2 separate regions of the Rattus norvegicus genome follow, and region 2 is linked to region 1. The links are chromatin contacts, called in public Hi-C maps. All regions are on one chromosome and are shown on one strand. The core of a region is the stretch at or near the end of the contact, and the rest is flanking DNA. Distances in the headings are between cores, read along the strand shown.

What was found. A called contact is a pair of places that touch in the nucleus more often than the background predicts.
Region 2: a contact with region 1 is called in a Hi-C map of frontal cortex, with 2.8 times the contacts expected there. The contact joins the promoter of Shisa4 here to the promoter of Gpr37l1 in region 1. A contact is called at or near these places in 12 of 12 Hi-C or Micro-C datasets (the A7r5 cell line, the Rat2 cell line, Schwann cells and 7 more) and 1 of 1 datasets of contacts at active chromatin or transcription factors (oligodendrocytes).

What each region holds. Positions count from the first base shown.
Region 1 is chr13:49,153,893-49,160,541 of GRCr8, forward strand. It overlaps Gpr37l1 (G protein-coupled receptor 37-like 1), which reads right to left and starts at 3,312. Exons shown (of 2, transcript NM_145784.2): 1 at 2,640-3,312. The coding sequence starts at 3,269.
Region 2 is chr13:49,353,096-49,359,744 of GRCr8, forward strand. Shisa4 (shisa family member 4) reads right to left here and starts at 2,504. Exons shown (of 5, transcript NM_001077826.2): 1 at 2,319-2,504; 2 at 1,806-1,977; 3 at 596-729. The coding sequence starts at 2,391.

The DNA of each region.
Region 1 (6,649 bases), core at 2,062-4,561:
CATAAGAATACATCTAGGGGCTGGGGATTTAGCTCAGTGGTAGAGCGCTTACCTAGGAAGAGCAAGGCCCTGGGTTCGGTCCCCAGCTCCGAAAAAAAGAACCCAAAAAAAAAAAAAAAAAAAAAAAAGAATACATCTAAATGTTGGGGATTTAGCTCAGTGGTAGAGCGCTTGCCTAGCAGGCACAAGGCCCTGGGTTCGATCCCCAGCTCCAGAAAAAAAAAAAAAAAACTAAATAAGAATACATCTAAAGGGCTGGAGAGATGGCTCAGCTGTTAAAGGCTAGGCTCACAACCAAAAATATAAGAATACATCTAAAAAATAGGATAATTAATAATAATAATAATAATAATAATAATAATAATAATAATAATAAAGTGGGGACTGGTTGCTGGACATGGCTATCAGGCCTACAAAACTTTAACTAATTGGGTGGCTAAGAAAAAAAGATTCAAGGCCTATCTAGATTACTTCTGAGTAACTTAGTCAGACCCTGTCTCAAAATGAATAAAAAGAGAACTGGTGATACAGCGCAGTAGTGGTGGGCTACTGACCTAGCATGCACAAGGCCTTGAGTTCAAGCTCTCAGGCTAAAAGTGGGGGGAGGTGTAGGCTAGAGGTATAATTCAGCAGAATGCTTATCTATGTGAAAAGCCCTGGGTTCAACCCCAAGAAAAAAATAGTGCCAGACATGGTGGCACACAGCAACAATCCCAACCCTTTGGAGGCAGAGGTTGAAGACTGTCATTAGCTTGAGTTTGGGCTTCAGCTATAGTTCAATACCAGATCTGGCAAGGTTACAGGGAAAGACCCTGTCTCAAAACAACAGCAGCAATGACAAAGTTTTGGGGCTCGAAGAGTGCATGTTCAGTATGTGTGAAGCCCTTAAGTTCATCCCCAACTCATTCAGATAATTATCAGCCTAGATGAGAACACTGAGTTTTAGGCAAGTTAAATAACTTACTGAGGTCACTTGGCCAGCAGCAGAAAAGAGCCCAGTTTCTACTATCATCTACTCAGTTCCAAAGCAATGTGTTGGCCCAGCACAGTGGTACAGTTATTCCCAAACTCAGGAGACAGAGGCAGGAAGATCTCTATGAGTTAGAGACCAGCCTGGTTTATATGGCAAGTTCTAAGCCAGCAAGAAATGAGACCCTATCTAAAACAAAACAACACACACACACACACACACACACACACACACACACACACACACACACACACAGAGTTCATGTACCTAAACATTTAGTCACTTAGCTCACCCTGGTAAGATATAAAGGCCAATGTCATTCCTGGTGGCTCATAACTTTAATCTTAGCACTCTGAAGGCAGAGACAGGTAGAGCCCAGAAAGTGAGTGTGAGGCCAGCCTGGTCTATACTCAGTGAGTTCAAGGCTAGAAAGAGGCACATAAATGAGATGTTCCATCAAATAATAAAATGCAAAAGCCATTTGGACCACCGAATAGATGGCCTCCGTGTGTTAAGAGTACAGGAAAAAAAAAAAACTGTTTCAACTTCTAAGCCTCAGAGAGAAACCAATCTTGAAATAATCATTAATACAGCTAATTGGGGTTTGAACCTGTGTCTAGCTCATGAGAAGGCCATTATTCCTTTCATTATTCCCCTTGTAGCCAAGATTTATTAATTTTTTTTAAAAATCTTTTTTTTTTTCTTTTCTTTTTTTCGGAGCTGGGGACCGAACCCAGGGCCTTGCGCTTCCTAGGCAAGCGCTCTACCACTGAGCTAAATCCCCAACCCCTGCAGTAGTTTGATTAAGCTGTCTCTCTGTTGTCTACACAGCCATTCTCACCCAGGTGCTTATTCTAACAAGGAAGTCCCCATCCAAGGATGTTCAGAACTACACTTCAGAATAATAGAGCAAACCAGCTAGAAGGGCCATCTGGTCTACCCTCACTGCTTGCTAGCTAAGGAAGCAGGGGGAAGAGATGAGATATGTCCAGTGTGAAGCAAAATACAGTGACAGAGCTGACACTACTGTTCTTATAAGTACCCAGAAGTAGGGCTTGCCTCTCAGAGAGGCCTTAGGAGGACAGTAATGGAGATGACCTTGAAAAAAGGTGACAATAATTTCAGACAGGAAAGGAAAAAGGGCCCTGTCCTAGTGTTTGCACCCACGGGGAATGAACACAGACTCAACCTGGGGTGTTAGTAGAAAACTGCTAGAATGTCAGGACACCAAAGGGTTAAAAAAAAACAGGAGCCATGGGTACAAGGCAAGCAAGAGGCACAATAAAAGAAAAAGGAGGATAAAAGAGAAAGGGCTTGGCAGAGGGAGACATCAGAGACAGCTCAGAATCTAGAGAAAAGGGTGTGTCCTCTGTGCAGCTACTCCTACAGCAGACTAGGTTGTTGGTCCCAAGTCAGTGGTCTTGCATACCTGCCTGTTCATCTGGCTTGGCTTGCTTTCCTGAGAGCTACCAGAAGCCAATATTGAGTTTGTTTCCCTCCCTGATGGGGTTTGTCTCCTTCCCCAATGACACAGAGAAAACTAGATGAATGAGAACCCCAGAGTGCTGGGATTATACACACTTACAGATCTGTTCTCCGGGTCTTTGCAGACACTAGAGCCCTTTCCCTGGGATTAGCCTACAATTGGGCTATAGAAAGACATACTCACCTCCATGAAGGGCACTGCTCGGCAAGAAACATCCCCAAGTAGCCTCTGCTTGGTGATCTCATTGAAGATGACAATTGGTAGGCAGAAGAAGAGGACCAGGAAATCCCAGAGAGCCAGGCTGGCAAGGATAGAGTTCCAGGCACTCTTCAAGTAGTAGCTGTGCCACACAATGCACATGACAGACAGATTGCCCACGATACCCACAGCAAATACCACCAGAGCCAGGAGCATGACGGCATAGGCACTATAGGAGCTCTCGGTCACCGGATACAGGGGGTTCTGAATCTGCAGCCTCTGACTTGGTGTCCCGGTCAGGTTGGTCCTCAGCTCTTGTCCACTCTCTGAGGTGGCCCCATCCTTGTCTGGGTTGGGGCTAGTGGCCACCAAAGGCTTGGTGGGCTGCAGGCCAGCAGGGTGGATGGGCTTGGGGTACTCAGCCCACTCCTCAGGTACATAGTGCTGTACCTCCTTGGGCCCCTCGTCCTTGGTACCTCTTCGGGGTCGACTCTGCTGCTCCTGGACCTTGGCTCTATGACCACCCAAAGATAAGGTGGCAGCCCCAGAGACCTCACTCGGCCCCACAGCCAACACGACAGCAAGAGAGACAGCCAGGGGCCACAGCCACCGCATGGCCAGGAAAGCAGGGCACAGCTGCCTCAGAGAGGTGAGGGCGAGGGACCTAAGGACTGTGTGGAATTAAGAGAGGCAGCTGGCAGCTGGGTCCGCCTCCAGTCAGGCGTCTGGCTTGGATATGGCCCTTCCTCCCATCCTGTTGGCCATGGTCTGGCCAGGGCCCTCTGCTGGACACTGAGCTGTCTGTGCTGGCCACACACATTGCATTCCCTACCACATCCCTTCTAAGTCCACAGCAGGACAGATTGAGTAGCCCTCAGAGGGACCTGCTCCAATCACTGCTACCGGGGAAATGAGTCTTGCAAGTGATGTAGAGGCAGACTATAATTAGAGCATAGATCTCCTAGCTCTACCCAATTCTAAGGCAGATCCTACAGTCAAAACAGAATGATATGGCTTGTAATACCAGCCCTTGGGAGGTTGAGACACGGGGACAGAGTTCAAGGCCAGCTTGGGCTACATAGCAAGATCCTGTTTTTGTTTTTGTTTTGTCTTGTTAAAAAATTGCCAAGGTCAAAACTCGAATTATAAGAATTGCCAGAACTATTAAATACGTGTCTAGGTGTACCATTCAGCTGGGGTTTGTTTTTGTTTGTTTGTTTGTTTGTTTTTAAAGACAGGGTCTCTCTGTGTAGCCCTGGCTGTCCTGAAACTCACTCTATAAACCAGGCTGGCCTGTTACTCAGAGGTCCGCCTGCCTCTGCCTCCTGAGTGCTGGAAATAAAGGTGTGTGCCACCAACGTCCGTCAGCTGGGTTCTTGATGGTTCTTAATACGTTTGGTGGGGATCTATTTCTCAAGTTAAAAATGTAAGATCTGTGGTAGTCTTTCTTCTTCTTCTTCTCCTTCTCCTTCTCCTTCTCCTTCTTCTTCTTTTCGGAGCTGGGGACCGAACCCAGGGCCTTGCGCTTGCTAGGCAAGCACTCTACCACTGAGCTAAATCCCCAATCCCCTGTGGTAGTCTTAATAACTATGTAGTTGACACAAGGTAGAGCCAAGTTCAAACAATGGAGCTGACTCCATAGCCTTTTAACTCAATCCTGGTCTCAGTAGACCCATTCCTTGCCTCCTAGCCACACACACTCCCAAAGGAGAGCAGCAACAAACAAAAATTCAAAGCACCACACTCTACAATGGGGGCCATGTCTTAGTGGGCGCTTGCCTAGCATGTTTGAGACCCTGGGTTTCCTCCCCAGCCCTGGAACTACAGGAAAACAAAAACAAAAATTAAAATGAAACTAAAGTTATGAAAGTACAGTGGAAAGAAAGGAGATAGATAAGCAAATCATAGATAAGCAAATCATTAATTGCACCTCATGGCCTGATAGATACAGTGGAAGGCAGGGCCAAGGTACAGGGGCGAGTCCGAGGAGCCTGGGGCTGTCTGGAAGTTCTCCAAAGCAAGATGACTTTTGAATGAAGCCTTAAAGGAACCCCAGAGAAGGATGGAAAGATGCTCCAGGCAGAAGCACACCCAATGGCAGGGGCCTGAAAGTAGGTGGTGTTCCCGCCAAATAGCTAGAATGTGCAGGAGGCTGGGGTGCTAGGAAAATGGAGAGGAAAGCAATGAGGTTGGGGTAAGAGTCGCCAGATGAAGGCGCAAGAAGGCTTTCATATGCTAGACCAGGAGTTCAGATGTTGTGGTGCGCACCCATTTTTTTTAAAGATTTATTTATTATGTATATGAGTACACTGTAGCTGTCTTCTGACACACCAGAAGAGGGCATCGGATCCCATCATAGATGGTTGTGAGCCACCATGTGGTTGCTGGGATTTGAACTCAGGACCTCTGGAAGAGCAGTCAGTGCGCCTAACCACTGAGCCATTTCTCCAGCCCAAGGTGCGCACCTTTAATCCCAGCAGGAGGGAAACAGAGGCAAGTAGATCTCTGAGTTCACTCTGGTCTACAGAGTGAATTCCAGAACCACCAGTGCCACATAGAGAAACCCTGCCTCTAAAACAAAACAGATGTTTTCCCAGAGGCAAGGGAGAATACTACATACTGTCACACAGAGGAGCACTGACCAGGTTCCTTTCAAGGGTTCTAGGATGGGCAGACAGCACAAGCAGATGAGATGTATCGTTTCCAGCAGGGCCAGCAACACTGAGGGGTTCACTGCAGGGAGTGTGGGAGATACCAAGGCTGAGGGAACAGACTCTGTCCATCCATCTCTGCAGGACAGACCTGCTGGGTACCAGTGGAAATCTGTATGCTGGGGCACTAGGATGTCGATTTCTGTCGTTAAGGAGAACAGCCAAAGCAAACAGGAGACAGGGGCTGGCTGGGAGCTATTTACTCAGTCCACTGGCAAGCATTCTTCACTGAGCACTGCTACCAAGACTTTCAATATGAAAGCAGCTTTACCAGACTTCCTGACCAGGAACCTTGCCACCCTACCCAGTAGGTCCTGACATGCTGTGTAAAACTAGGGGTTTCAGGAGAAAAAAAGAGAAAGACAGGAGTGCGCATCCTCTGCTGAGGAGTCTTGGGGAACTGCCAGAGCTCTGTCTGAAGTCTGGCATATCAGCCAGGAGCTCAGCTGATCACCACCACGAACCAAATTATGTCATCAGAGAGGACGCTTGGACCCCACATCCTGTGTCCTTGGGAAACTTAAGAGAAGTGCCAAGACCCACCCTGAGCATCCCATGCTCCTCTGCGCTCAGAATCAGCCAGACTTTTCTAATCCTCCCGGAGAACTGCTGCAAAGGACCTGCCCCAGAGCCACTCTGGTCTTTTGTCTTTCCACCTCCCATGACATTAGGCTGCTACCATTAAGATCCTCCACCTTCTTTCTGCCTTATGCAGTACCTAGTTGAGCGAAGGGGCGTCATCGTTGTTTGTGCTGAACATTCCCAAAGTACCAGGCGCTGTCCTAAACACTCATAATTACTAGTTAGCCTGTAGATCATTACGCAGGCTCAGAGAGATAAAGGAACCAGCTCAAAGGCACACAGTTCGAAAGTGACTGCCGAGATCTGAACGAAGGTTTATTTAACTCTCAACCCTAACCCCGCCCCCTGCCCTCCCCGCCCTACCCCCCTCTCCTTTGTAGTTTGCAGAGATGCTCTACACCAACCCTCTTACTTCTCAGACGTGGAAACAGAAGACCTGCGAGGCCAAGTCCCACGGCAACAGACTCAGCAGTAACTGCGTATGTACGTACATTCCTCACTTGCTTCACCCACACCTGCCAGAAACGTTTAGATCAGTGGTTCTCAACCTGTGGGTCACGACCCCCTTGGAGTCGAACGATCCTTTCACAGGAGTTAAATATGACCATTGGCAAACATAAATGTTCACACAGTAATTCATAACAGTAGCAAAAACACAGTTATAGGGTAGCGATGGGAAATTTTATGGCTGAGGGGGTCACC
Region 2 (6,649 bases), core at 1,254-3,753, 200 kb after region 1:
GAGCCCTCTGGAGGCGGTCTAGCCTGGGGAAGCGCCACTTGGGTAGAAAATGGGCAGCTCCAGATGCTGGTATCTTGTCATCCAACACAGCTGCCGCTAAGGGGGTCCTCTCCCAGTCCTCCCCTCACACTGATCTCCCATATGGTACCATCACCCCATGTTTATCAGGCTTGGGCAGTTACACACAACACTCAAATATACATCCGGAGGTACTGAGACACACCCAATTACTGTCCACCACTGTGGACCCCACCTCATATACTCGGCCACAGGCAGGCTTATGCCTACAGCTTACTTGCCACCAACCGATGCATTCCCGCACATGACTGTATGTGCATGTGCACGCACACACGAGGGCACAGTAACTATGTGCATGTGCACGCACACACGAGGGCACAGTAGCCTGCTCCCATACATTCCTGGACAGACGCAGTCTAATGCTCAAGGGTTCACCTGCATGCATTTCTGGGTGGCGGTGTCCGGGCATACGGAAACTCACCACTGCAGAATTCACCAATCCTTGACCCCTTTGGTGCCCAGTGCAGGAATCAATCCCAGCCCATTTCAGACTCATCTTGCCTGACTCTGTGCATACCTTCAAATGTGCTCTGGAGCTGCTGGCGCCTTCGGTATAGGTAACAACAGGAACAGAGGAAGCAGCAGATGGTGGTGGCAACCACGGCAACAAAGAGGATTACAGCAGAGGCGATGCCTGCTATGGTCTTGGGACTTTAGACAAAAAAACAGGTCCTCTCACCTTCTGACACTCACAGAGGGACTCCTCACTGTGCCGGCTCCAACTCTTGGCCAGCAGGGAGCCACAGCATGCTAAGACTTGGGGTTCCCTGTGGGATTAACTCTGCCCACCCGGTTTAGTAGATCTAAGAGATCTCTACTTCCCAGGAGGCTATGCTGTCTGGCTAGTTAGTATGAGGCATGCTGGGATTTGTAGTGTGCCCACCTACTCCTGCTTTTACATCTACCATTTAATTGGTTAGGTTTACAACATGTTGGCCTCAATGGAGCCTTTGAAATAATGTAGGGCCATTATCACCAAATCTCACAAGAACTTGTAATTCTCTTATATCAATGTTATATGCTTGCTGCTCCCTTTAAAAAAGTTTGAAACCACTAATTTGGGGGCTAGGAGTGTAGCTTACCAGTAGCATGTCCGCTTGCCTGAGAACCTACCCTCAGCCCTGGGCTGGATAGGGGAAGGACCAGCAAAACCTTTAATTTTGGCAACTCTGTTTCTCTTCTTTTCTTTTCTTTTCTTCTTTTTTTCTTTCTTTCTTTCTTTTTTTTTTTTTTTTTTTTTGGCGGTAGCATTATTTTTGAGATAGTCTCACTTTGTAGCCCAGACTGGTCTGGAACTCCTTAGTGATCCTCCTGCCTCAGCCTTCTGAGTGCTGGGATTACAGGTGTGAACCGCCAGGCCAGGTTAGCAACTTCCATATTATTCAAAAAGGTAACAACGATCTATAGAGGGCAAGTGTCACAGTGGATCACAGTGCTAGTAAGAAGCCAGCCTGGAAACAAACCCCAAGTCTTCCTGTCCTCTCACCGACTGCCTACCAAGCCACTTTGCTGTTTGAGTGTTAACTCAGCAAACTCCCTCCCAAGACCTATCAGGATCCAGAAAGCCCCTGGAGACAGCTCGGGCAAGCCCATGGTAACTAACACCAACCACCCGGCTCTGTCACCACTTGGAGTACTGGTGACTCCTTCAGTTAAGAATGTGGAGGTGGGCATTGGAGCCAGCAGGAGGCCTCTTAAGAGGGGTGGAGTGGGAGTCCGCAGCCCACCTGAAGGCCAGGCAGTGTTTCTGCTGTCTCTCGGTGATGAGTAAGGTCAGGTCCCTGCAGCAGTACCGCTGGTAGCAGGTCCCGCAGCAGAAGGTGAAAAACTCGCAGTCAAATCCCGGATGCCAGGAGCCATTCCGGTCCAGATACCACAAGCAGTCTTCACTCGCCAGTGCTGCGGGCAGGGGTGGGGGTTGCCCAGTAGATACCAGTCCCGTTCAGTTCTGGACACCCTCAACCCCACTGCCTTGGGAAGCTGAAAGCTCACTTTTGTTTCCACCCTGAGGGGCTCAGCCCTAGAAGCCCCCCTCTCCCTGAAGTCACCCCGCGCCTGGCCGGGGTTAGGTTCCCACCGCCTGACCTCTCAGCGCCATTTCTTCTTGCTCCAAGAACAACCGTAAGCATCTGGGGCACATGGACAGCCGGAGGATAGCCTCTGAGGACACGGCTGGTCCTTTTAACCTCTCCCTGATCCCGCCCCACCCCACCCATCTCGTGTCGCTCTCCATCCCTTACCCAGAGGAGCCCCAAGCACCAGCAGGACGACGGCAGCGAGTGGCGCGACCCCGCGGGGCCCGGCGGGCGGCATGGCCGGAGGGGGCTGGGCGCGGCCAGGACGGCCTTGAAAAGGGGCCGCAGGACAAAGCTGGACGAAGCCGGCCGGCGGGAGCTGCAGCACCGCCCAGCCCTCCGCCAGGCTCTGGCTCCTCTCCCGCCTTTTGGGGGCGGGACTAACGCCCCGCCTGCAGTAACCCTGCCTGGGCTCCGCCCAGGAGTCTGCCCACCAGTGACGCCCACCAGCCTCAGCACCAGCCTTGTGCCCCTCACCCCAAGGCACAGCCCTGCTCTCCCTGTCCACAACAGTGCGGTGACTCCTTCAGTCTGAGCCCTTAAGGGCACAGCCAACAGCTGGTCACTGCGGTCAGGGAGGCCTGGCAGTACCCTGTGCCCGCCCCTCTCCTGAGACCAATCATTATCCCAGACCCCAGAAACACTGATCCTGGTGCCACCTCCTAATGACCAGCTCATGGGCCAACTCTGGAGGGGCAGAGCCGCACCTTCCCTTGTGTGGAACCTCCTCTGCTCTGGTGTCCAGTCTTGGACATCCTGCAGGGGGAGGATGGGGCAGCGTCACCCTGCCCCCATTCCTAGAAACAGGCGTCCATTGAGAGGAAGTTCAGAGAAGCTTTGTCCCCATCGGTGCCCACAGGCCTGGGCCCTGGCAGCTGCACTGGCTCCCTGAGATGGCCCCTTCTCCCTCTGAATGGACAGCTCCAACTATAGCCTCACTCCTCACCGGTAGGGGTGGCCCAGGCCACTTGAGACACAGCCAGCTAATCTCTTTACAGTGGAAGCTCTTTTTTTCTTCATGGAGCAAGCCTGCAAAAATACTACATAAGCTATCAGAGTCGACAGTTAGTTACAGGTGGAAAGTCTCAGGGTAGAGAGAGAGCCAATGTACCTTCACAAACTCATGTGGAGTTGATACAGGACTTAGAGTCACAGCCTGGGCTCCAACAAGCCAGGTTTAGCCACTCATCCTCGATAAGACAACTAAAATAACCAAGTTAATACTGAAAAACAACAAGGAAATTTATTCAATATGGCCACATTGGAAAGAGGAACAAGGAAATCCAGCGATTCCTTTCCAAGCTCTAATACAGTGAGTCTCAGTCTCCCTACCGTGGCAACCCTTTAACACAGTTCCTCACGCTGTGGTGATCCCCAATCATAACGTTATTTTTGTTGCTACTTCATAATTGCACTTTTGCTACTGATATGAACGTAATGTAAATATCTGTTTTCTGATGGTCTTAGGCTCTTGTGTAAAAGGGTGCTTCTAACCCCAAGAGGGGTCTGGGCACACAGGTCTAGTCCATCTTCAGGATCCTCAAGTAAGGGTAAAGTTTCAATAGAGGGTAAGCAGTCAAGGGAAAATGTGATTCCCCTGGCCATCACTGCCTTAGCTCCTAGTCTCCCCTGCAAGGTTACTGACAAACTGTAAATCTCTTACCAGGACACCAGTTCCTCCTCTGGATGCCCCTGGGCTTTAACCGATTCCTCACCCAGTTGGAAGTTCCTGGGAAAAGTCTAAATTTCTTGGGGTCCATTCTTTCAATAATCTGGCAGCTAAAGAGGGAGCCAAAGGGGTTGGGGATTCAGCTCAGTGGTACAGTGCTTGCCTAGCAAATGCAAGGCCCTGGGTTCGGTCCTCAGCTCTGGGATCGGGATGGGGGTGGGGGTGGGGGGTTTGAGGGGTTGGGTGGGGGGAGAAATAACAAGAGGGAGCCAAAGTTTCTAATCATATTTTCACTGCTGCCAGACAGGTAGTTACAGAATGTCAGTGGTCATGCTTCACCCTGCAGGCAACACCCCGACCAGGACTACCAATCAACTAAGGCAGAGTAATGATGACTTTCGTCTCCTGCCATGGACACTTAAACATATTCATGTGTATGATTATTTGCCTGCTTGTGCATGTGTGCACTACATGCATGCCTGTTGCCCTCAAGAGCATCTGATACTCTGGAGCGAGACTCATGGGCAGTTGCGAGCCACTGCATGGGCGCTGGGAACCAAACCTGTGTCTTCTTCAGCAAGAGCACCAAGTGCTCTGAACTGCTGAGCCATCTTTGACGCCCATCCCAAAATGGTAAATATTTTTATCATTATGTTACCAACACAGACTATAACCCAAATGTTAAAGGATTAGGGTAAAAGAGTACATGGGAAAGAAAATGGTAGGACCCATGATTTCTAGACAGGTGGATCTTTACTCACAGCTACAGATGGTGGCTGATGGCAAACGTTTCTGGTGTTCAGGGAGAGGGAATCAGAGGTCACGGGCGGCAAAGTTGAACGTTGGTGAGTTAGGAAAAGGAAATCACAGAAGGGTGGTCATAAACCGGGTCTTGTAGGTGCCTTCCAGAGAGGGAACAAGGAAGCTGCCAGCCACAGATGGGCTGGCAGGAGTGCCTACTTCAGTCGGACAGTCACTGCTGAGGACATGTCTTGACTCAGTACCCCCTATGCCTGCCATTGCTGTCCTTCTTCCTCCTTTATCCTGAGCTCTATGGAAGCAAGGGCTACGGTCACCAAGCTCGGGCCACAGGTGCTCAGCAAAAGGCTGTCCTTCCTGTTCTGCGAGTGTGCTTTAGGTCCTGCCTCGCCTGTCTCTGCATTATTCGGTATCTTTAGTTTTGTTTTTTGTTTTTTGTTTTTGTTTTTTTTTTGAACATTCTTTATTTGTGTGACACAAAGTGAGAGGACAGCTTGTAAGCATTGGTTCTCTCCTCTCATCATGTAGGTTCCAGGGATTTAACTCAGGTCTTCGGGCTTGACAATAATTGCATTTTTCAGCTGATTCATCTCACTAGACCAAACTCCCTCCCCCCAACCCCCTTTTTGAGACAGATTCTCCTGTGTAGCCCTAGCTGGCCCGGAGCTTGAAGGCTGGCCTCTGACTCATAGAGACCCAACTGCCTCTGCCTCCCAAGCACTGGGATTAAAGGCATGAACCACCATGCCCAGCTACACCCGTGGTTTTCTGTTTGAGAAATTCTAGGACGGAGGATTAGGAGGAGTTAGTGGTTAGGGTGCCCATGCAGGTTGGGACACTCATGTAGGAACGTGCCTGCAGACATGGACAAAGGGTAGCCTTGCCTCAAAACTCCTAATCCTTGTGCCCCGGCCTTCTGGGTTCTGGCGGAAGCAATGACCCACCACTTCCCAACTGGCACTCTTTGACAGGGGATGGGGAAGCACAGAATGGAATGGTTACCATGAGCTATAGTTCCACAACGAACTAGACCCGCGTCCTGAGGGGGCCATGGAGCAAAGACTGAAGAGTGGATGTGAAGACTTGCTGCAAAAAATAGCGTTCTCGGGGCTGGGGATTTAGCTCAGTGGTAGAGCGCTTGCTTAGCAACCGCAAGGCCCTGGGTTCAGTCCCCAGCTCCGAAAAAAAGAAAAAAAAATAGCGTTCTCGGGGTTGGGGATTTGGCTCAGTGGTAGAGCGCTTGCCTAGCAACCGCAAGGCCCTGGGTTCAGTCCCCAGCTCCGAAAAAAAGAAAAAAAAAAAAAATAGCGTTCTCGGGGTTGGGGATTTAGCTCAGTGGTAGAGCACTTGCCTAGCAAGAGCAAGGCCCTGGGTTTGGTCTCCAGCTCCGAAAAAAAGAATTAAAAAAAAAAAAAAAGTAGCGTTCTCTGTATTTGTTCTTGTAGCAGGAGGCAGCACCTTTGCGGGGAGGTCAAAGGTATTGGCCAGTGTAGGGCGTCATCCTGCCTCCCAGCCACTGGTAGGAAGGGGTACTCTTTAAAATGTCTTTTAGGAGCACCTCTCAGAACGCCAAGGTCCTGCTTGTCTGCAGCGTTCTCAGCGATCTGAGCAAAGCTTCCGCAGCGTGGACTCCAAGATGAAGGGTGAAGCGGGCGGATGTGCTGGCGTGAGTGGAAGGGGAAGGGGCGGCCGCCTTCTTAGGCAGCCTCAGTCTGCTCTTAGGAGCTGGCCCAGGCAGTAGGGTGTGTGGAGAGTGCCAGGTTATCTTTAAATGGCAGTTTACTCAGCCTGCAGCTCTGCCAGCTGGGCAGGGTGGAGGCAGACAAGTTATTTTGAGACCTGAGAGTGAGTGGCGAAGGCTGTTTACAGCTCTCCTGTCTGTCCCCTCTCCTGGGAAGAGCTTCGGGCCAGAGCCTTGTCTCAAAACTCAGCTGCCGTTTTGTTTGCAGCCTTCCTAGCACAGATGGGAACTGTTGAATTCGGATGCACAGGACCTTTCTTAACAGGTTTAGGTGATGATAATTCCATTAGATTCCAGATCACACTAACAAGCTAAATCTAATACTGT